2 separate regions of the Sus scrofa genome follow, and region 2 is linked to region 1. Evidence: chromatin contacts called from public HiChIP or PLAC-seq data. All regions are on one chromosome and are shown on one strand. Each heading gives the region's core, a stretch centred on a gene start, on an enhancer-like site or on the middle of the called end of the contact. The rest is flanking DNA. Distances are from core to core; before and after follow the strand shown.

What was found. HiChIP or PLAC-seq counts read pairs in DNA pulled down with a chosen protein or histone mark.
Region 2: a contact with region 1 is called in an H3K27ac HiChIP or PLAC-seq map of alveolar macrophages. The contact joins two enhancer-like sites. A contact is called at or near these places in 1 of 47 Hi-C or Micro-C datasets (embryonic fibroblasts) and 2 of 2 datasets of contacts at active chromatin or transcription factors (alveolar macrophages and skeletal muscle).

What each region holds. Positions count from the first base shown.
Region 1 is chr14:10,080,706-10,084,972 of Sscrofa11.1, reverse strand. No RefSeq gene overlaps it. Among named protein-coding and RNA genes, the nearest start is that of EBF2, 55 kb to the right of the region's middle. Within about 2 kb of position 1,817, at least 40 of the 83 cell types and tissues checked have an H3K27ac peak or open chromatin away from gene starts, as enhancers often do. A contact at or near this core is called in alveolar macrophages, where this site is marked.
Region 2 is chr14:10,216,314-10,220,580 of Sscrofa11.1, reverse strand. All of the region lies in intron 2 of PPP2R2A (protein phosphatase 2 regulatory subunit Balpha), which reads right to left. It also overlaps the pseudogene LOC110256764. Among named protein-coding and RNA genes, the nearest start is that of PPP2R2A, 23 kb to the right of the region's middle. Within about 2 kb of position 2,575, at least 8 of the 83 cell types and tissues checked have an H3K27ac peak or open chromatin away from gene starts, as enhancers often do. A contact at or near this core is called in alveolar macrophages, where this site is marked.

The DNA.
Region 1 (4,267 bases), core at 568-3,067:
CCCTCAGTCAAACAGGGAACATAACAGCGGCTCTGTGAGTTTTACTGGAACTCTGGAGCCTTAAACTGACCCATGGGTGTGAAGTTCTTTAAACAGTTTGACAGGATTTCCTGTTGTGGTGCAACACGATCAGTGTTGTCTTTGGAGCACTGGGATGCAGGTTTGATCCCTGGCCGGGCACAGTGGGTTGAGGATCCCTGGTTACTGCAGCTTTGGCTTGGGTCGAAACTATGGCTGGGATTTGATCCCTGGCCCAGGAACTCTATATGCCTCTGGAGGGCTAAAACAAAGGAAAAAAAAAAAAGTTTGAGAGAAAGAACAAAATCTTTCTACTTTTTAAAGGAACTGCCAAATTACTTGAGTAAAACGAGTTTTCAAGAGATGCAGAGGACTTAGTAGCAGGTGCATAAACCCCTTGCTGAGGGGCACTGGGGTTTGGGGTGAGAGGAGCTAGAATCAAGACCAGGTCCCAGGTGTGTGACTTGGGCCTCCACCTTCCTCATCTGTAGAAAGGCAGTAACAGGAACAGCGCCTAGCAAGGTTGTAGTGAGGATCCAATGAGGTGCTGTGACAGTGTAAAGAAAAAAAAAGGCAATTGTCTTAATTATTAGTGCTTGTCTCTAACGATTTCATTAATTACAATGGAGCATGTAACCCTTTAATTACAAGGATTAAAAGGATGGAAGGGAGTTCCCGTTGTGGCTCAGGGGGTTAAGAATCCGACTAGTATCCATGAAAATGTGGGTTGGATCCCTGGCCTTGCTCAGGAGGTTAAGAATCCAGCATTGCTGTGAGCTGTGGTGTGGTTTGCAGAGGCAGCTTGGATCTGGTATTGCTGTGGCTGTGGTGTAGACAAGCAGCTAGAGCTGCAATTCCACCCCTAGCCTGGGAACTTCCATGTGCACAGGTGCAGCCCTAAAAAGGGTGGGGTGGAATTGCAGCTCTAGCTGTCCCTGGACGCAAAGGTCTTGTGCACTGACAGAAAACTGTAGCCATCAGGGCTCAGTGACAGGCTAGTCCCACCCAGTAAGTGGTAGGGATGGGAGACGCTGGCAAGGAGGGGGTTAAGGGTTCACAGCAAAGGGCCTTCTGTGGAGTAGGAATTGACTTCAAGCGGGCTCTCCAGGCTCTCAGTAAAGGGATGACAGGAGGAAAACAATAGGAATATTCAGTCCTGCTTCTGCGCCTATATCCCAAGCTAGATCTTGGGGGAGGAGCCTGTGCAGGCAAAGGAGAAGTCAGCTCCGGAAGCAGCTGTCAATCAAGTACAATCCTTCCAGCGCTAGCATCTTGGGAGAAGACACTGCTTCCCAAGTCTTTACACCTTTGAGATGGCACCAGAGACATCACGCGGGTGAGCTAAGCGCCCCTCCATCCGTCAGATCTCGCGGTAGGAGAAAAACCGGGAGAGGAGGGCGCTGGCAGCGCGGTCCTCAGCCCAGTGGGAAAGTGGCGGACCCAGCCTCTCAGCTCAAGTCCCAGCCAACCGCGAAGGCGGGCGGGCGGAGATGGAGTTTGGCAGCTGTCCCACTGGGAAGTCTGCCAAGGGAGACTCGGAACGAGCGGCTTTGAGTCTGCCGGGTAGGAATCTCTGCGACAGTGCCCTTGCCTTGTGTCAGTGACTTTTGATTTCCCCAGCTTCTTACAACTGCCTGAACTTGTTTTCTCGCCTGTAATAAATAGGTTGTTAAAATTACATGAAAAAGATAGTAACGAACTTGTTAATTATTCAATAAATAGTAGCTGTCACCGCCAGGGTCACAGTCAGCAGCCCTGCTGTATCATCCGGGAGGGCTGAGTCAGGTCTCCCGGCGGCACCTCGACGTGTCGCAGGCTCTTTGGCTCCCTCGCCTGGGAGGGAGCGGCAATCGTCTTGCTGCTGGTGCAACCCGGAGCCAGAGTGCAGAACCGGGAGGAGAACTCTTTCACGCATCCTTCTTCTCCTTGATTCCCATGCTCCGGGTTGGTCCACCAAAGAACCGGCTTTCTACTGGCTTCCTTGCGATGGCTCTAGTGATGAGAGGACTGCAGGCCCTGGCTGAACCCCATCCCAGACAACCTGCCTGGTTCTCACGCCCCGAATCTCAGTGGTTCTTTAAGAAGGGCTCTTGGGACTCGGTGGGAGGAATTTTTTTTTTCTTTTTCTTTTTTCTTCTTTTTTTTTTGCTACAAAGGGGAACCGCTGGCATTTAATGGGATTTGCCAGTGATGCCAGATACCCTCCAAAATGTGGAATGGTCCTGCACAGCAAAGAACTGTGTGGGCTTTCAGATACCCCACTGGACATCCATGAAATGAAAGGCCATTTATTATTAATTATCTGAGCTAAGTTCTAACCCAGTTGATGTATAAACAAAAACACTATTTTTGGAGTTCCCCATGTGGCTCAACAGTTAATGAACCCCACTAGCATCCATGAGGAAGAGGGTTCTATCCCTGGCCTTGCTCATTGGGTTAAGGATCCGGTGTTGCTGTGAGCTGTGGTGTAGGCTAATGGCTACAGCTCCGATTTGACCCCTAGCCTGGAAGCTTCCATATGCCTTGGGTGCGGCCCAAAAAAGCAAAAAAAAAAAAAAAAAAAAAAAAAAAAAAAGAATTGAAGTTCAGGAGACACAGATTTGGATAAAACTGAAAGAGTGTTCCAGGGAAGAGAAAGAGTAGGGGGCTTATAAAGGCAAAAGCCAGCAGGCGATACTCTGACACAAGAAAGGAAATAGTCATCCATCACGAGTTGTTTCAGGGTAAGGGGGCCAGACAGTATCTTTTTTTTTTTTCTTTTCTTTTTACGGGCTGCAATTGGCATGTGGAAGTTCCTGGCTAGGGGCTGCATCTGAGCTGCAGCTGAGGCCACAGCCAATGCAGGATCTGAGCCATGGCTGCAACCTATGCTGCAGCTTGCGGCAACACTATTTCCTTAACCCCCTGAGTGAGACCAGGGATTGAACCCAAATTGCATCCTCACAGACACTATGTCATGTTCTTAACCCTCTGAGCCACAATGACAACTCCCCAGTCAGGATCTTGAGTTTCAGGCAGATGTTCTGAATGCCTTTGTTAGGACAATAAATAGTCAAAGGAGGGAGTTCCTGTTGTGGCTCAGCAGTAATGAGCCCGACTATTATCCACAAGAATGTGGGTTTGATACCTGGCCTCGCTCAGCAGGTTAAGGATCCAGCGTTGCCGTGAACTATGGTATAGGTCGCAGATGCGGCTCAGGTCTGGCATTGCCGTGGCTGTGGTGTAGGCCGGCAGCTCCAATTCGACTCCTAGCCTGGGAACTTCCATATGCTGCGAGTGTGCCCCCCCCAAAAGTCAAAGGATTAGATTCCATCCAGGCTGAGATGTACCTAAGTCACACTTCCTCAGTGGCCTCCTGGCTCCGTTTTAGAGCTTGCTCAGCAATAGCAATTCGTTTTGGTTTTCCTTTCACACATGAATGGGAGTCTAGCGCCACAAGCTATTCACATTCTAGTTTCGGACTGACCTACATCTGGGTGGGCACACTCAGATATTGGATTTTAATTAAATGAAAAGGCCGAAAGTTTTACAGATATTGTCTCCTAACCAACTGCCGCTTTATCATTCACAATTCCTTAGATCAGCCCCAAAGTCTTTAAGAGTGTGTAATAGCACAAGATTTTAAGCAGGCTCAAATTTGGTTGCCACAATCAGTTATGAAAACTATTTATACTTTTATAAATTAATGTATATGTGTGTGTGTAAATTACATATACGTTTCTGCTGTCAGGCCCTGGAGTGAGTGTGTGGTTGCACTCTGAATGAGAAGGGTACAATATGATCCATGGATGGGGCTGTCATTCCATTTCCTTCCTGTGCCAATATTCCATCACTCCACTGCTTTTTAGCTCTGTGCTTGGAGCTGACGCCAACACAGATGACTAAGAACCTTGGCCTTAAGGAGTTTGAAATCTCACACAAGAGACTGCCCAGCAAACAGAAGATGGCAACGCAGTGCAGTGGATATTTTCTCTGAAGAACTGCAGCCCTAAATAATAAAAAAGACAGAAAGTTTCAGATAAGTGAGGGCCACCAATGTCCTCCCTTCAAACTTGCTGTCAAGTGGATGCTCCTAGGAAAACACGCATCCGACTGAAGTTTGCAATGCATTTTGAGGTTTATTAGCCAGGAGGACAGACAGAGCTATACAATCGCTACAGTTCATAAATCTGACCAAGTTCCAGCTCCCTGTTCTTTCCTCCATCACAAGACGCACATTATGGAGTTTACCTGAGGCAAAAGGAAGGCT
Region 2 (4,267 bases), core at 1,326-3,825, 130 kb before region 1:
CTTACATGTAATATGTCTTGCCAAAAATGTAGCTAGATTTCAATTATGAGGAAACAATTGGTAAAATCCAGAGAGTGAGATATATTAACAAGTCTTGACTCTCCAAAATTAACAGAATGTTTTGACTAGATCCTAGATTGAAAAAAAAAAAAGCCTTTTTTTTTAGGGCCACACCCACAGTATATGGAGGTTCCCAGGCTAGGGGTTGAATCAGAGCTGCAGCCACTGGCCTACATAACAGTCACAGCAATGCGGGATCTGAGCCACATCTGCAACCTACAACCACAGCTCATGGCAACACCAGATCCTTAACCCACTGATCGAGGACAGGGACTGAACCTGCATTCTCATGGATGATAGTCAGATTTGCTTGCACTGAGCTGTACAGGAACTCCAAGGATAGTTTTTGAGTTAGTTGGGGAAGTTTAAAAATGGGCTGTGGTTGGAGTTCCCATCATGGCTCAGTGGTTAATGACCCGGAATAATATCCATGAGGATGCGGGTTCCATCCCTTGCCTTGCTCAGTGGTTTAAGGATCTGGCATTGTGGTGAACTGTGATGTAGGTTGCGGACACAGCTCAGATCCAGCATGGCTGTGGCTGCAGAGTAGACTAGCAGCTTTAGCTCCAATTCGACCCCTAGCCTGGGAACCTCCATATGCCTCAGGTGCAGCCCTTAAAAAAAAACAAAAAAGACAAAAATGGGCTGTGGTCCTTCAGTGGTGACAATCTCCCCAGAAGAATATGCCTCTCAAAAAGGATCTCCTTCACCACTCTCCACAAACATCAGCGCCTGTTACAGAGCCCCAATTCCCACTTCATGGATGTGAAATGCCCAGAATGCTATAAAATCATCACTGTCTTTAGCCATGCACAAACAATACTTTCTGCCAGTCTACAGGAGGAAAAGCAAGGCTTACAGAAGGATGCTCCTTCAGACAAAAGCAGCACTAAAAAAGCACCCCAAATCAAGATGAAAAGGAAATCATCCCAATAAACATATTTTGGATTTTAAAAAAAGAATGTGTAACAGAGAACATTTGTTAATTGATGCTAAATTTCTTGGGAATCATAATGGTATTCTGGTTGTATAAGAGAATGTTCTTAAGAGAATAAATGCTGGTTTATTTATGGGTAAAACATCATGCTGTTTTCAACTTACTTTCAAAAAATTTAGGGGCCAGAGTGCAGATGTAGATAAAGCAAATGTGGCAAAATGTTTACAACTGGTGAATATATGTAAAACAAACAATAGTTATCACTGTATTTTTTCAACTTCTTGGCAGGCTTAAAAATTTTCAAAATAAAAAGTTGAAGAAGAAAGGGAAAGAGGAAGGGAATATAGCAGCTCCAAATAGATTCTCATACACTGTTGCAAAAAGGGGGAAGCTCTTTTCTTTGGGTTTCTTTCTTTCTTTCTTTTTTTTTTGGTCTTTTTGCTATTTCTTTGGGCCGCTCCCGAGGCATATGGAGGTTCCCAGGCTAGGGGTCGAATCGGAGCTGTTGCCTACGCCAGAGCCACAGCAACGCAGGATCCGAGCCGCATCTGCAACCTACACCACAGCTCACGGCAACACTGGATCCTTAACCCACTGAGCAAGGCCAGGGACCGAACCCGCAACCTCATGGTTCCTAGTCGGATTCGTTAACCACTGCGCCATGACGGGAACTCCCTCTCTGGGTTTCTTTTTAAGGGGATGCCAAGCCTTTCACAGAACCACCTCTCTGATTCCTGCCCCCAAAAGGTTAACTCTTCATATTTCATTGTATAGATCTAATATTATCTCTCTGACCTCATTTCACATTTAGCTTAGTTCTAAAACTATGAAGCCACCTATAATGAAAAAAAAAAAAAAAAAAAGCCAGACTGGCCTTTTCCTACCAAGCCAGTATGAAAAGCAAGATCAAAGCTGGCATGTTTCTCCCAAACCATCACTAAGCCAGATAATCCCCTGACATTCTAACGGGTCTATATAGGGCACTCACAACTGGGGGTGGGGGATTCATCTTAAAAAGGTGATGCAGACCTATTCCACACCCCTTCAAACAAGATATAACCAAAATTAAATATACCCATTGATACAACTCCATTACTACTCTGAAACCTATTTCATTCTGCATTAACTAACATTTCATCTGACAATGAAAGCTACAGTAATATTTTTATCTTGAAGAAAATAGCTAATGGTTATTACGTGTAAATGAGGTAGGAAGGAAAACACTGAACTGAGTCAACAGGCCTGAGCAAAAGTTCTAAGAATTACTAGCTATGGCAGAGATTCACTGTCCCTGAAAGTGGCCAACCCCCTTTCTCCTTTTAGGAATGGAACACCCTGGTAACTCCCCACTGCTCCCGACAGCACCTCTAACAACACACACACACACACACACACACACACACACACACACACACACACACACACACACACACACACACACACACAGTTCTAACAGGAAAGTAGAGGTTGCATGTTTCTGGCTCTCCTAAGGCCATGTGACCAAGTTCTGAACAATGGGATATGAGTGTAAAATTTCCACGTCACTTCCTTAAAAAGAAGCTCCTTGTCCTCCTTTCTTTGTCTCCATCCCAAGGGCTGAACACAGATGTGAGCCAGATCTGGCCATGCAGATAAGAGCAATACAGTACAGAAGGGTAAAGACAAAGACAGAAAAAAAGCTGGGGTGCTGGATAATCTGGCCAAAGCAGCTCAGCCATTTCCGTATCCTCTCTACCACTGGTGGAATACATAAGAGAAATAAGCTTCCAATTTTGGGAACCACTGTGAATTTGGGTCTTTTACAGCAACTTGGTCTATAATAGCTTGTGTGACTCAGAGTACTTTTCTGGGCCTAATTTTACTGGTTCACAAAACTGAAAAGAATGATATGAATGCTATTAACTTCTTTAGCTTACTTTATTTTCTTTTGTTTTAAAAAACAAGCATAGGAGTTCCCTGGAGGTTCAGTGGGTTAAGGATCCAGGGTTGTCACCGCTGTGGCTCAGTTCGCCACTGCAGCATGGGTTCTCAAGCCCTGGCCCAGGAACTTCTACATGCCACAGGTGCAGCCAAAATAAATTAATAAATTGAAAGACCCAAGTATATACATTTATTAAAATAAAAAAACCAAAGTTTTAAACATTTTTAAATGGGAGGACATGTGAAACACCCTACAAAATTTTATCTACACATTCAACAAATTAATTACAGAATGTCACTAAGTGTCAGATACTATTAAATGTCTAAAACTATTCAAGATGCTAAAAATAAAAGTGGCAGAACTAAAGAAACTGAGTTCATTTCCTCATGCATGAAAACTTTAAACTTGAGAGGAAGTCTACAATAAGTAAGCAAACAATAAATGATTTCAAATAGGAATTCCCATCGTGGCTCGAACCCGACTAGGATCCATGAGGATGCAGGTTCAATCCCTGGCCTGGCTCAGTGGGTTAAAAAACCGGCACTGCTGTGACGTATGGTGTAGGCTGCAGATGCAGCTCGGATCTGGAGTTGCTGTGGCTGTGGTGTAGGCCAGGAGGTGCAGCTCCAATTAGACCCTTAGCCTGGGAACTTCCATATGCCACGGGTTTGGCCCTAAAAAGCAAAAAAAAAAAAAAAAAAAAGAGAGATTATTTCAAATAATAATTTGGATGAAAAAGAGGACACAGAGCACAGAGTATACTGTGGGGTTGCAAGGGGAATCAGTTAATTTATAAAGGTAGTAATAAGACCATGCAAAAAGTTGGGTAAGGTACATTTCAGGTTAAAAAGAGCAAGTTCAAAGTCTTGAGCAAGAACATGACCACATATGTTCATGGACCACCAAGAAAGCCCCTGGAGCCTTCTTCTGGCTGGAGCTACTCGTGGAAAAAGGGAAGATGACAGAAAACATCTCAGAGGTTAAGCAGAAGCATCTTGGTACATTTATATAACATATAAATGCTATGGTGCTCATGTCAGGGGATGAGAGCTCCTGATTTAAAAAAACTATTACTCCCTTAATTCCATTTCTTGATTTCAGGAACAAGTGATGTTCCCAGCAGAAAATTATGAACTTGGCTACCCTGCAAGCAGTTATCTTATTTTATTTAATCTGATTCTATTTACTTTGGGACAAACATTTCAATTAATTAAAAGCGATTTTAGGAGTAGGAAAAAAACTTAAAAGTCATTCATATCTAAGAAAACTAAAGCTTTCTCTGACATTTTATTTATTTACTTGCCTTACCCACAGTATGCAGAAATTCCTGGGCCAGGGACCAAACCCAG